Linked DNA regions of Oryctolagus cuniculus: all the other regions are linked to region 1. Evidence: chromatin contacts called from public Micro-C data. All regions are on one chromosome and are shown on one strand. The core of a region is the stretch at or near the end of the contact, and the rest is flanking DNA. Distances in the headings are between cores, read along the strand shown. Region 1 holds the start of LOC100354871 (tripartite motif-containing protein 26). Region 2 holds the start of RPP21 (ribonuclease P/MRP subunit p21). Region 3 holds the start of GABBR1 (gamma-aminobutyric acid type B receptor subunit 1).

The links. Hi-C and Micro-C count contacts between places; a contact is called where the count stands out from the background.
Region 2: a contact with region 1 is called in a Micro-C map of ear pinna, with 3 times the contacts expected there. The contact joins the promoter of RPP21 here to the promoter of LOC100354871 in region 1. A contact is called at or near these places in 2 of 6 Hi-C or Micro-C datasets (ear pinna and an unstated tissue).
Region 3: a Micro-C map of ear pinna shows a contact between it and region 1, with 4 times the contacts expected there. The contact joins the promoter of GABBR1 here to the promoter of LOC100354871 in region 1. A contact is called at or near these places in 2 of 6 Hi-C or Micro-C datasets (ear pinna and an unstated tissue).

What each region holds. Positions count from the first base shown.
Region 1 is chr5:140,248,591-140,253,023 of mOryCun1.1, reverse strand. It overlaps LOC100354871 (tripartite motif-containing protein 26), which reads right to left and starts at 1,904. Exons shown (of 8, transcript XM_002714345.5): 1 at 1,747-1,904.
Region 2 is chr5:139,948,836-139,953,268 of mOryCun1.1, reverse strand. RPP21 (ribonuclease P/MRP subunit p21) reads left to right here and starts at 2,342. Exons shown (of 5, transcript XM_002714349.5): 1 at 2,342-2,475; 2 at 2,555-2,655; 3 at 2,736-2,818. The coding sequence starts at 2,419. It overlaps TRIM39 (tripartite motif containing 39), which reads left to right. Exons shown (of 7, transcript XM_051855775.2): 7 at 1-1,452.
Region 3 is chr5:140,519,058-140,523,490 of mOryCun1.1, reverse strand. It overlaps GABBR1 (gamma-aminobutyric acid type B receptor subunit 1), which reads right to left and starts at 1,869. Exons shown (of 23, transcript XM_008262637.4): 1 at 1,524-1,869; 2 at 1,001-1,094; 3 at 161-364. The coding sequence starts at 1,094.

The sequences.
Region 1 (4,433 bases), core at 655-3,154:
ACCACAGGCTCTTTTCTGAGGGGGGTGGCAGCTAAACTGAGTCCATCCTGTTACTCCTTGGAGGAAGTGGCGTCTACTGCCCCTGGGCCTCAGTTTCCTTGCCTACTAACAAGGAGAAAATGTTTTGCCAAATTTACCAGGCTGTTTGAAGTTCAAGGTGAGGTCGTACAATCGTTAAGTGTTTCAACAGAAAAAGGCTCTAGGAAAACACATGCTAGCATAAGCATAGGAGCCAACCTGAAAAAAACCCCAATGGACTCATCGACAACATTTCGCCTAGCAAAATAAAGCAGTATGGGATTATAACCCATGAGTCCACACTCATATAAATGAGTGAATAAGTTAATAAACACGGAAGAAGGAGACCAATCTCCCACCAGGATAATGCCTAATAATGTATGTGGACACAGCCCTCAAGGAGGAGAGCACAGCTCCTACTCCTAAGGTGGGAGCTGCACACAGTGGCTTCATTCTAAGAGTACAGTATGCAAGAGGGGGGAACCCTTCATTCTTGCATCCAGGTGACCAAGTCCAACATCAAGCCCTAAGTCATGCTGATGGTGTGTACCCCTGATATGACCTGGGGAAAACGGCAAACTGCCTCTGTGGTATTCCTCCTCTACACCTCATGAAGCAAAGTCTTAGGGAAAAAAAATTCAGACAAATTCCATCTACAATCTACATGATCAAACTGTCAAGGTCATCAAAACAAAGTCTGAGAAACTGCCACAACCAAAATGAACATGAGGAGATGCAGAACTGAACATAAAGTGGCAACCTGGACAGGCTCACGAAACAGAAAAAGTGCTTTTTAAGAAAAAAAAAAAAAAAACTAAGGAAATACGAATTCACTGAGGACTCTGGTCAGTAATAATGGTCATTGGTCCATTAATTGCAACAAATGCACCACACTGATGCAAGATGCTGCTAACAGGGGCAAGAGTCGTCGATACTTTATATGGGAACTCTGTACTGTCTTTTCAATTTTCCTAAAATCCAAAAACTGCTATAAAAATAAAGTCAATGTTTAATAAAATACTCTATTTTTAAAAATTGCAATTTGAAGACCATAAAAAATGTCCATTTTTTTCTAAGAGGTAATTTCTTTAAAACTTGGGGGTTAAATATGCTAGGGTTTATGATTTAAGCCAGCAGTTAAACAGAAGGTTCGGGTATGCTTGAACCAATGTCACTCTCCCCTCTCTTCAAACACACACGACTGGTTGCAGTGTCAGACACTGGAACCTACTGGTTATTTGGAAGTGTCTGCCTCTCGCTTACTCCACAAAGTTAAATTCATGCACTTATTTCTAAGGTCAGAGAGAGAATTCGCAGCTCTCAAGCCTATGTGGCTAAACCGGTTTATTCTGACGAAACAGAAAAAGGAAGGAAAGGCAAGAAAACCTGACTCTGACCACGGAGCCGGATTGGCCGCGTCTCTACCCGGCTCCGAGCAACCAGACCGCCATCCGGGCCCCGCTGACTTCTGGCTGTGGGGACTGGAACGCATACGCGCCCACACTGAGCCCTGGGAAGCAGAAAGGCCCGGGAGGGACCCGCAGATGCAGGGGCGGGCGAAGCGGCAGGGCTTGGGCCGGCGGGGAGGTGGCGGCGGGTCCGGCCCGCGCCCCAGCCCGCCGGGCGGCCTGGCCCCGCTCCGCCCCGGGGCCCAGCGGCCGCCCGGCCCTGAGCCGCGCTGGTCAGACCGCCGCCTCGCGGCAGTTCTCATCGGAGGCCGCCACTCACCAGTCCCGAGCTCCGGGTCGCGAATCCGGGGCTGGGGTCGCCTCTCTCCCGCGCCGGTACGTTCGGGGTCCCGCTCCTCCACGAGCCCCCGAGCGAGACAGCTCGTCCCCGCCCCGTAATCTCCCGGCTCTTCGAGGCCTTCCACCGAGATTTTTCCCGAGCGGCCCTGGGATTGGTCGCTGCCGAACTCCGTCTGCCAATGGGCACCTCGGTCTCCCCTACGTCACTGATCACTGGGCAAATCCCCAGGCGGTTGCGGGGGGGTGGAGCGGCAGGACTCGCGAAAAGGAAACCGAAATCCGGCGGGGCGGGGCTGCGCCGGAGCCGCCGCCGGAGTTTGAAGCGGAAGGCCGGTGCCGTTACAGGCTTGGAGGGAGCCAGATTCGGAGGCCTAATGAGACCCCTGCTTGGGACTCTGGGGTGCTAGATTCCCTCCCCTCCTCCCGAGACCCCCAGCTACTCTCGCGATCCCCACCCAGTGCTGGATCCGAGTCGGAGTGCATTTTGAGGTCACGTAACCTTCGCCAGGTGCTTAATATTAAATATCCTCCCACCCCCATCCCCAGAGCGGCCTCAATTTGCTTCCAGAACAAGGTAGCATCTTCGCCAGCGAATAGTCTCTTGGGCCTGTTTACAAAAATTAACCACCTCTGAAGCGCCCGTGACGAATGAGGCGCCTGAGGCAAAATGGCCTGAAGGCAAGCATTGCCCCCATCTGACAGAAAGGAAAGCCGAGGCTCCGAAAGCCTGGGGGGCCTTCCCGCGCCAGAGCGCCCGTGGTGTGTGGGAGGGCGGTTTCCAGGAGGCTCCGCGTCCCCGGCGCCCTCACCGCCTGGCACCGCCCTGACGGTGGCCTCGGCACGTTTTAGAACCTGTTCTGTAGTTGCTGTGGTGGAAGAAAGTGTGTGCTGCTAAGCGGCTCTCCGCCGGTGCTTGCCCCACCTACAGGCCGTTCTGTCACACTGCAGCCGTGGCGCTTCGTTCACCGGGCCTTCCTCCCCTGCCCCGCTTACACTTCTCCGCTGTCTTCCCCACACCCTTAGAGGGACACGGAAGGTGCCCGAAGGGCCCCCGGAAAGCCTGTGGAGGCTCTCTGACTCCCGCCTGCCACCACTCCCTCGGGGAGCTTTGAGCCACCCTGGTCCCAGAGCCTCCTTCTTGTCAGCCATGCACCTGCTCAACTGACCTGTCAGCCCTTCCTCCATCACCCAGTCTACATCAGGCCCCCCGTCGTGTTTTGATTTACTTTCTGCATACAGCTGTCAGCTTTCAAAGCATCTTGTTTATTCCTTTGTGAGCATGTTTATTTTCCATCCTCCTAAGCAGCATGGAAGTTGAAACATCACCCGTGTTCCTTAGCCGTGGTTGTCACTCAATGAATGAATGTTGAGTGAATGAACTCAGCGTGGGCGTTTCTGAATGCTGGCCTCAGCCTTGCTATTCCCTTGCCCAGAACACTATGTCTGGTTGACGCAGCTTCTCGGGTCCAAGTAAGGGCAACAGAAGTGGATGCTGGGAATGCAAGTGACTCCTAAGCTTGCTTTGTGCTCAGAGGCAGCACAGGGTGGTACTCGCCTCTCCAGCTGCTGGTGTTGCAAAACGGTGAAGGTGATCTCAGTTCTTGTCTCATGGCGAAGAAGAATTTCCACATGGACAGGGGGCAGTGAGCAAAGCGAGACTTATTGAAAGTGAGAGACCTACTGACACAGCAGTCAGGAGAGGTCTCCAAGGGAGGAGTTGCCAGTTAAGCCTCTAAAGGCCTGCCCTTTAGAAAAAAAAAAATAGCTCTCTCTATTGGCCCCCTTCTGAAAACCAGACCTGGATTTAACCAATCAGGGGCGGGGGCAGAATAGCAGCCAATCAGAAGGCAGGGATTACAATCCTGTCTAGCTTTCCCACCTGATAAAAACTAAGTGCACTTAACAGAACTAACTGTGCATTAGCCTGACACACATTCCAACTGACCTAACTGCCTATTAGCCCAGCTAACTCCTCGCATTCCGCCCCTCACCAGAAGAATGGACCCTAACAGCCATTAAGGGTTTGGGGTGACAACCACTCTGGCTGCATCCTGCTGACAAAGGGCACAGAGATGGAACAGCAGCAGAACATTCCTCTGAGGATTGATCTAGGGATCCCTGGTAGAATGTGGATGTTCTTGGGGGCTTCACCTGGAGTATGGCCTGAAGCTTGATGGCTTTTGGTTGTTTAATCCTAGAGGACGCAAAGCCTTGAGTCTCTCTGTGGCTTCACAGGGGTCATTGTCCTTGCTTGGGTCAGACCTAGGGTTGTTTCCCAGAGTTTGGTCTTGCTGAGGCTCCAGAGGTCCAGACTTTACTCTGGTAGGATAGATCCAGGCATCGTGGCCTGAGACCCCTACTGTGGGGGAGCGGACAGGATGACAGTCAAAGGGCCTCCCCAGGATTCAGGAAGACATGGAGAGTGACTAGGAAGAGCTTTTATCAGCACTAAGTCTCCACTATTGAACTTAGGAATTCCCAAAGACTTGGCAGTTTTTCAGGTCATTGTTGAAGAGCTTCTTGGAATTTAGCTAATTCAGCAACAGATTTAGTGAGGCTAATGGTTTCTTGGTATGTCACTAGATCATTAGTAAGGAAAGACCTCCCACATGGCTTCTTGAAAGAGCTTAGGCCTAAATCAGAAGGGGTATTTCTAATGAGCATGAA
Region 2 (4,433 bases), core at 1,093-3,592, 300 kb after region 1:
GGAACGTCTTGGTGTCTGCCTGGTTCCAGTTGTGAATCATCTCAGAGAAACACCGTGGTTTCTAAGATGCTTTGTGTGCAGGAGTGGGCAGGCCCGGGCTGCAGTGAGAGCACAGCTGTGTCTCCCTCCTGACGGTCAGGATGGGGAGCTGGTTCCCAGGGGATCGTCGACCCTGGCGCCCACCAGGTTTTCTGTTGCACAGGGAGGGGTTGGAAAGGAAGGAGAGGCTTTTATGGAAACAGAGTCAGCAGGAGGTTCTAATTTGCTCAAACTGGAAGAAGAAGCAGAAACCCCCCCAGGCATCTTCTCATGGGGTTCTTCGACCCAGAATAGTCTTGTTTCCTAAGGAGGATTGCAAAGGTCTGTGCACCTCTTGATTGAAGGAAGATGAGTGACAGCTGCTGTCATGAATCTGAAGTTGAGTTTTTTTGTTTTTGTTTTTTGTTTTTTTGTTTGTTTGTTTGTTTTGTTTTTTAAGAGCAGAGTCTGGGATCAAGAAGGATATAGAAGGAAGGTCAAGGAAGGAAACTAAAAAGTCCTAGAGACTAATGAAAGGGAAGGAGATTCGATCAGTCTTCTGTTCCCAGGTTAGGGTTGCCATTGTGATGAGGAATGGCCAGAAGTCGTATAGGAAAAAGGAGGAGGTGAGAAGACAGGAGAACCCAGGTTTCCGCCTCAGCCATCCGCAGAGCTGGCTTACTGCTGGCTTGCTCGTGGTGGGTTGTCTCCAAGAAGTCACTGCCCTCACTCCTCTCCAGAGGCGAGTTGGGAGAGAGCCTGTGAGACACGCCTACCCTCTCACTGTTCTCCCAAGGGGACAGGGAGAGGCAAGAGTTGGGTGTCAGAGGGAGGTAACTCTGTCCAAAGCTCTGGCCTTAAAGAATGTTCCTAAGTGGCTGCTCCCAAGTTGTCAGCCTTGTTAGCTGGCAGTGTCCAAGCCAGAAAGGAAGAAAGTTAAATGGAGTCTTTCTCACCCTGAGGACAGGTGAGAAGCGGGCGGTGTGTGTAAGAAAAGGCCAGATAGCAACTTCCTTGGGCCTGTGTGCGTCTGGCCTGGTATTGCTGTTCACACAAGGCAGGCTTTGGCTTGTCTGTTGCCATCGTTCACCCTTTGCCATTCCCCTTTTCAGAGAATGTAAATCATCTTAATGTTAGGCCAAAACAAACAACCAGTAGGGTACATAAGTGATCCAAATAAAGAAACAAAAAAAACAAGGAAAGCAATGCATGCCAAACCAAAACACAACGTCTTGGATTATCTGCTGCTTGGGTCAATCTCCACAGAAGACCAGGACAAGAAACTGCAGTTTATCGAGGGCATTTCAGTTCTACCACCTCAGCAGGACTGTGTCCACTCTCCTCCTCTTACCTTTGTGCCTTGACTGTGGTTCTTTGTGGCAGGATAACTCTGGTTGGTAAAAATTATATGGAACAAAGGATCCACTGAAGTGACCTCTGTGTTGTGTGGTAATTTGGCAATGGCTTTGTGTTGATGGGTGTTCAAAACGCATGCTCCTGGGCCTCCCCCTCTCTTTGTTCGGTCAGGGCCTGTGCGGGCCTAGGCATCGGCATTAAACTCACCTGAGTCTGAGGACCCCTGCAAGACATCCCAAGTGTCAGCCACTTTCCTTCCCCTGAGCAGGAGGCCTGGTCCTCTGTCGCCTGGTGGCAGGGGCCCCTAAAGGAGAGAGGCGGCTCACCCTCTCCTGACCTGTGCTAGCCGCTCATGCACATCCTGCCCACCTCATGTTTGCGTTGTGCAGCTGGCGGCCACCGAGAATCAGGTGAAGAATCAGGTGAACGGGATGGCAGACAGAAGAAACTGGAGGGAGAGAAAGGTCAGGGTGTGGGCTGGGGTGGGGCTGCTGCTGACAGGTTTCCGCGCTATACGCCAGGGGTTGGAAACTGTTGGCACAAGTGGGGCTCACCTGGTGTGTTAACAGCACCGTGTAACAAGCACAGTGTGTTTCCCGGGTGGGTGGAAAAGAGAGTAAGTTGTGTTTTCGCGATCCTCACCCTCTTCACAAAGCTCGTGGGCCCCTATGGCTGTGTGGACATGTAGCCTCTGTCCCACCAGATCTAGGTGTCTGCCTTCGGCTTAGGAGACTGGTGCGCAGGTCTAGCTGGGTATACCCGGCTGTCTGTCTTAGACACCGGTCCTCTCTCGTGAAAATGTGTAGCACTTTTTAAGATCCTCTCCCACTCCGATAGCCGAACCGTGGGCTTGCGGAAGTCTGGAAGGACTCCCAAACTCCAGAACGGACTCAAGGGTTGGAAGGCAGGGCTTGGGCTTGCCCACTCAGGGTGCTGGGGCGGCCAGCCGGGGCGCGGGCCCCGTGGGACTACACTTCCCAGCAGGCCTCGCGCGGCGCCGTGGGCGGGGCTGGAGGCGGTCCTACGAGGGCCGGCACTGCGCCCATGGCGGGCCCGGTCAAGGACCGCGAGGCCTTCCTGAGGCTCAACTTCCTCTACCAGGTGAGTCCCGGCCAGGGCGTGCGGAGGGACGCGGACCTCGTGCGTTCGGCGCCGAGGTGACCCCGCCCCGGCCGCCCAGGCCGCCCACTGCGTCCTTGCGCAGGACCCCGAGAACCAGGCGCTGGCCAGATTCTACTGCCACACTGAGCGGACCATCGCCAAGCGGCTCGTCCTGCGTCGGTGAGACGGGCGCGCAGCTGGCGGCGGGGGGACGCGGGCCGTGGAGCGGGCGGCCGGACCACCTTTGCCTCTGCCCCCAGGGACCCCTCGGTGAAGAGGACCCTCTGCCGTGGCTGCTCTTCCCCGCTCATCCCGGGCCTCACCTGCACCCAGCGCCAGAGACGTGAGTGGTCCTGCAGGATTGTGGGCTTGGGGGCGGGGGTGGGGGTGGGGTGGGGGCGCCTCTAGGCGGGGGTCGGGCTGAGGAGCAGTCTCCAGCTCTGAGTTAAGTTGCCGACTGCACTAGAACAAACTAGGGTTTGGAGTTCGTTTTTAGGCCCCACCTGTGCGGCAGACACATGATGTTGCCGTAAGAGGCAGCCCCACCTGTGCATAATAACGGGTGGCATTGGGTGTCGCGTAGGACACCGTTCCACTGCCACAACCCAGGAAGTTGTCTCTGAAATTACAGCCTGATGGATTAAAGATCCTAGCAGTTAGGGCAGTGTAGAAAATGCCAGTGATGGAGAGGCTCAACAAAGGGAGCGAGATGGGCGCTCTAGGCACGGGGGAGGATTCCATGATGAGGGAGTTGGTGGTGCTGTAGAAGTACAGGAAGCTGGAGCTTGAGGTAGCAGGACAAGACAGGGCTGAAGAGGGAAACAGGCCAGGGCAAGACTCTTGTTAGAAGTTTACAGTGTGGTGGTCCACACTGTGGCATAGCAGGTAAAGCCCCGGCCTGTGCCGCTAGCATACGCCAGCATCCATATGGACCCAGGGGAGTCCCCGGTGCTCCACTTCCTCTCCGGCTCCCTGCTGATGTGCCTGAGAAAGCAGTGGAGGATGGCCCAGGTGCTTGGGCCCCTGCACCCACGTGGGAGACTCCGAGGACTGTTGGGGAGTGAACCAGCAGATAGAAAATAGATAGAAAATATATCTCTCTCCCTTTCTCTCTCTCTAACTGCTTTTCAAATAAAAAAAAAAATTTAAGATTTATTTATTTATTTGAGAGGCATAGTTACAGAGAGGCTGAGGCAGAGAGAGAAAGAGAGAGTGAGGTCTTCCATCTGCTGGTTCACTCTCCAAATGGCTGGAACTGCGCTGATCCAAAGCCAGGAGCTTCTTCCGGGTCTCCCACACAGGTGTAGGGGCCTAAGGCCTTGGGCCATCTTCTACTGCTTTCCCAGGGCATAGCAGAGAGCTGGATCGGAAATGGCACAGCTGGGGCTCCAACTGGTGCCCATATGGGATGCCAGCACTGCAAGTGGCAGCTTTACCTGCTATGCCATAGCACCAGCCCCTCAAATACAATTTTTAATTCTTTTTTTTTTTTTTAATTTGGACTTTAAAGATTTCTAAGAAATGGATAAAGCTGTGCTGGGGCCTCACACCATCATATTTGCATATAAAGTGGAGGTAGGGGTGGAATTCCTCCTAAAAATAGTAAAGGCAAGGCTGGTCTTGTGGCATACAAGGTTAAGCCTCCACCTGCTATGCCAGCATCCTGTATGGGCACTGGTTCGAGACCCAGCTGCTCCACTTCCAATCTAGGTCCTTGCTAATGTCCCTGGGAAAGCAGCAGAAGTACAAGCACGTGGGCCCTGTACATGGGCACCCACGTGGGAGACTTGAAAGAAGCTCTGGGCTCATGGCTTACGTCTGGCCCTTGGGGCCAGTGTCCAGGGAGTGAAGCAGCAGGTAGAAGACCTCTGTCTCTCCTCTCTCTGTAACTCTGCCTTTCGGATAAATTTTTTTATTTATTTTTTAATTTGACAGAGTTATAGACAGTTAGAGAGAGA
Region 3 (4,433 bases), core at 620-3,119, 270 kb before region 1:
TACTACCTCCATCGCACACAGCAGCGGTTGCCATTCATTCAGGTATTTGAGAATTTGGCTATCCCGGATACAAAGTGCTGACTTGCAAGTGGTAACGCTAAGTTTGAGTCATGAAAACAAATGGTCCTGAGCAGGGGAGGGGCTTCCCGAGGCTACTCACCACAGCGGCTGGGTGTGTCCATGTCTGTCCAGGAGCCGTTGGCCAGGCACTTGCGCACCTTGGGCCCCACCACCTCGCGCTCCCCCCGGCACACATATTCAATCTCATAGTCCACAGGCAGGAAGTTGATAGCCTTCACCTGGTCCCGAGTCAGGCCCCGGTACCTTATGCCCCCTTCCCAGGGCGGGTGTATGATCTGGCAACCTGAGGGTGAGTGGGGGAGGCACACAGAGAGGAATCGTGGGAAAGAGGAAAAAGAGGCTCCGCGGTGGAGGCGGAGGGAGAGTAGGGCGTGGCCGCTGGGCGGGCTGGGGGCCAGGGGAAAGGGGGAGGCCTGACTGGCTGAAAAGAACCCCGGGCGGGAGGGGGGAGTCGCCACGAGCCGGGCTGGGACGATGCTAGTGGACGGTGATGAAGAAAAGTAACTAGGAAATAGTGAAGGGTATGATGAGTGGGTGGAGCTTAGCCCCCCAAAAAAGGCTAAAGGGATCCTTGAGTTAATTAGAATGACGAGTGGGGGACCTTGTAAGACCATCTGAGCAGTGAAGTGGGACCCAGCAGAGGTAACCTGGGGCCAGGAGAGGGAGGTGGGGTCGAGGAAATAGTGCAGGTTCCTGGCGGGTGGTGCCGTGCAGTCCTGGGCAGATGGAGGGGTGCTGGATAGAAAGGTGGGGTGACCGGAAGGAGGTAGGGAGTACTAAAAGGGGCCGAGCAGAAGGGGTGGCAGGCGGGGATGCCGTGTAGGGCTGACGGGACAGTGACAAGCTCCAGAATTGAAGAGGCCTGGGGAAAGCGGGAGTTGGGTGAAGGAGGGCCCGAGGTCGCCGGAGAAGGGGGCACCTTCGGAGGTGGCGTTGGGGGTCTGCGCCCCGCCCGCGCCCGGGGGACGTAGGAAGAGAGGCGCCAGCAGCAGCAGCAGCAGCAACGGCAGCATCTGAGTGAGAGGCGGCCGTGAGGACCAGCCCGAGCCCCGCCGGCGCGGCCCGGACCCGGGAGCGGCCTGGCCTCCCCGCGGTGGCCTCGCAGGCTGCGACCCCGCTCGGCCCCGGGGACCGCGAGCGCGCCCCGCGGAGGAGGCGGGGGCGGAGCCCCGCGCGGGGTGGGGGGAGAGGAGGAGAGAACGCCTGTCCCCACCCTCCTCCTGCCTCCCTCGGCCCCCCACCCTCCCGGGACTCCACCTCTCACCACCTCCTCTCCCCGGCCCCCGCAGCTCGGCGGAGCCCGGCTTACCCACGCTGCCGGGACCGGCCGCCTCACCGCTCCCCGAGTCCATCCCCGCCGTTCCTCCTCGCCCTCGGCCCCCGGCCCGCCCTCCCCCACGCGCCCCTCTCCGAGCCCTGCCTCCCGGGACCCTGGCTCTTACCTCGGCGCGCCGGCCCAGCTCCCCGGCTCTCCCCGGGCCTCAAGGCCCCAGGCCCGGCCGCTCCTCCCCGCTCCCCCCTCCTCTCTCCTCCACCTTTCCCTTCCTCCCAGCCTTCCTCCCCTCAGTTCCGGGCTGCGGCCCGGCCAGGGTCTCTCCCCTCCTCTCTCGCTTCCCCCGAACCCCACCCCCGTCTCTCCTTCCCCGGGGCGGCGGCGGCCGCGGGAGCGGGGAGCCGGGAGGGAAGGAGGCGGCGCCGGGGACCGGGGAAAGCTCTCGGGCGGAGGGAAGAAGGAGGGTGCAGGGGAAGACAGGGCGGGGGGAAGAGAGGGGAGACCGGGGAGAGGGCGCCTCCCACAACCCCAGCCCCGGGAGCCGCCCCGGATCCCAGCCCCGCCCTGGACCGCCCACAGCGCGCGGGGCGGGCGGCGGAGAGGCGCAGGGCTGAGAGGTGGGAACCGACCCCGGCGCGCACGTACGCCCGGGCGGGGGCCGAGCACCGGCTAGCAGCCCCGAGCCAAAAAGGCAGAGAGAAGCTGGCACTGAGCCAGAGTCTGGGATGAAGGTGGAGAAAGACGGTTGCACAGAGGGAAAGCGGCCCTGAAGCCGGGCGACAATGGAGGCGGAGGCTGGGAGCTACGCGGAGAGCGGTGGGAGAGACAGAAACCTGGGCGAGAAGGGGAGGGGGAATGAGGTGGGGGACGGTGCACCTGAGCCACCCAAGAGCGAGAAGCGTCGGGTGCCGACAGGGAGAGCCGGAGACCTGGGCGGCCCCTTGGGCCAGCATTGCCTCTCTCCTGCTGCGGGAAGGGGGTGCAGAGTGGATGGGAAGCCAAAGATGGGAGGGGGCGCATCCAGGACAGAAATCAAGGTAGAAGAAAAGGGGGGCGGGGAGCGCGCAAGAGAAAAGAGCAGCCAGGTTCTAGACTTCCGCAGAGCTTGACAATCAATATTTCTTAGCTAAGGGCCGAGTGGAAACTCTGAAGATAGTCAGGGAAGTACAGGCCTTTTGACAGCTCCAGAAGCGCCTTGGCTATTGTCTGCAGCCCAGGCCAGTGCTGTCCATCACAGGCCTGACTTGGAGCTGGGAGAAGGGGGAGGGGCGGCTGCTTTCTGACAGCTCCTGGGAAAAAAAGGGGGAAGACGCCAAGCACGTGAGACTACCTGCAACCGAGGTCTTATGCCTCTTTCATAATAAACACTTTGTAGTGACCTGAATTGAAATTCACAGATGACATAACTTGAAAAAAAAAAAAGGATCAAAATGTGTCCCTGCCAGGAAAATAAAGGTTACTTGTAATAAAGTAACACGAACAATATGTGAATGAATGAGTGCTCAAATCTTGCTACACTAGAAGTCATAATGGAGTAGTAGGCAGATGTTTGCACCTGTGCACAGAGTCACGGTGATGAGACTGCTACCAGCACAGGCTGATACAGGTGCTAAGTTGGTGACTCAACCCCCTCCAGCACATGGCCATCACTGAAGTGAGTCAATGAAATGTCGAACTACTCTTGGTAGCAAAGCAAATCTTCCCCTAATTTACAGAAAACCATAATTGCGTTCCTAGAAAGTTCATCATGTATTTAGACCATTAAAAAAAAAAAAAACTGTGTTAAGTTCTAGACTCAAATAATTAACCAAGGTTTTCACCTACATCAATGTCCTAGGGGACTTCTGAGAACCTGAATGAGGGACATTCCTTCATTGTGCAGGCTGTACTTTGAACAATGTCTATACCCCTGCCCTGCTCATGAATGACAGTAGTGCCTCACTCCATTGTTGTAATAATAAAAAGAGGACCCACAAGCTTTCACAGTGGGTGTGTGTGGTTGAGAACCACTGACCTGGAAAATGAGTAGATGAGAGAGAGAAGAGAGTGAAACAGGATTTCTGACCACTCAAAATGACAACCACTCTTCCCCTAAGTGAACTGTTCTCTAGGCAGAACACCACCAAAGAAATGTGAGTGCAAGAAAGTTACTAACACCGGGAAGACCATCACAAGGCTGGACAAGAGGAGTTTCCTGACTTGAAGCCCAGTCTACAGGCTAGTTCACCTGTCACATGCCCACACACCCTTCCTGTGTGCTTCTGTGTACCTGGCAAGGCTGTTTGCCCAAAGGACACGCTTCTCATACCTGGCAGGGCTCTTCTGGAGCAGGGATCTGATCTGATGCTTTGTCATAGACCAACTAACAATTCACAAGACCCTTACTCAGACCTACACCTGTCCACTACCTGCAGCCTCTCTGAAGTCCTGCCTTGATGGAGGGAAATGAAGCAGAGGAATCTTCTGGACAAGAGGAGTGCATGACACTGAAAGTTATCTCAGTGGTGTCCATTGGCACACTGCTGCTACTAAATCAGAAAACAACCTTAATGTCCAAATCACAAGGTACTGACTCAGTACACTGGAATGCATCCATTCAAAGGAATACATTTTTTTTAAGATTTTATTTATTTATTTGAGAGGTAGAGTTACAAACAGAGAAAGACGAAAAGGTCTTCCACACACTGGTGTATCCCTCAAATGGCCGCAACGGCTGGAACTGAGCCTATCAGGAGCCAGGAACTTCTTCTGGGTCTCTCACATGGGTGCAGGGGCCCAAGCAATTGGGCCATCTTCTACTGCTTTCCAAGGCGATAGCAGAGAGCTGGATCTGAAGTGGAGCAGCCAGGACTCAAACCAGTGGCCATTCAGGATACTGGCACTGCAGGCAGCAGCTTTACCTGCTACACCATAGCGCCGGCCCCTCCGAATTATTCTCATTGCACTCAAGGCTTAATTCAGAGGTGCTTCTCTCACCCACATCCCACCCCAGGGCATTTTTCATCAAAGGCCAGACTGCACTTCCATTCTGTTTCCTCACCCAAGGGAGCAGTGCTCAGCCTATGAAGGGAAAGGTAGC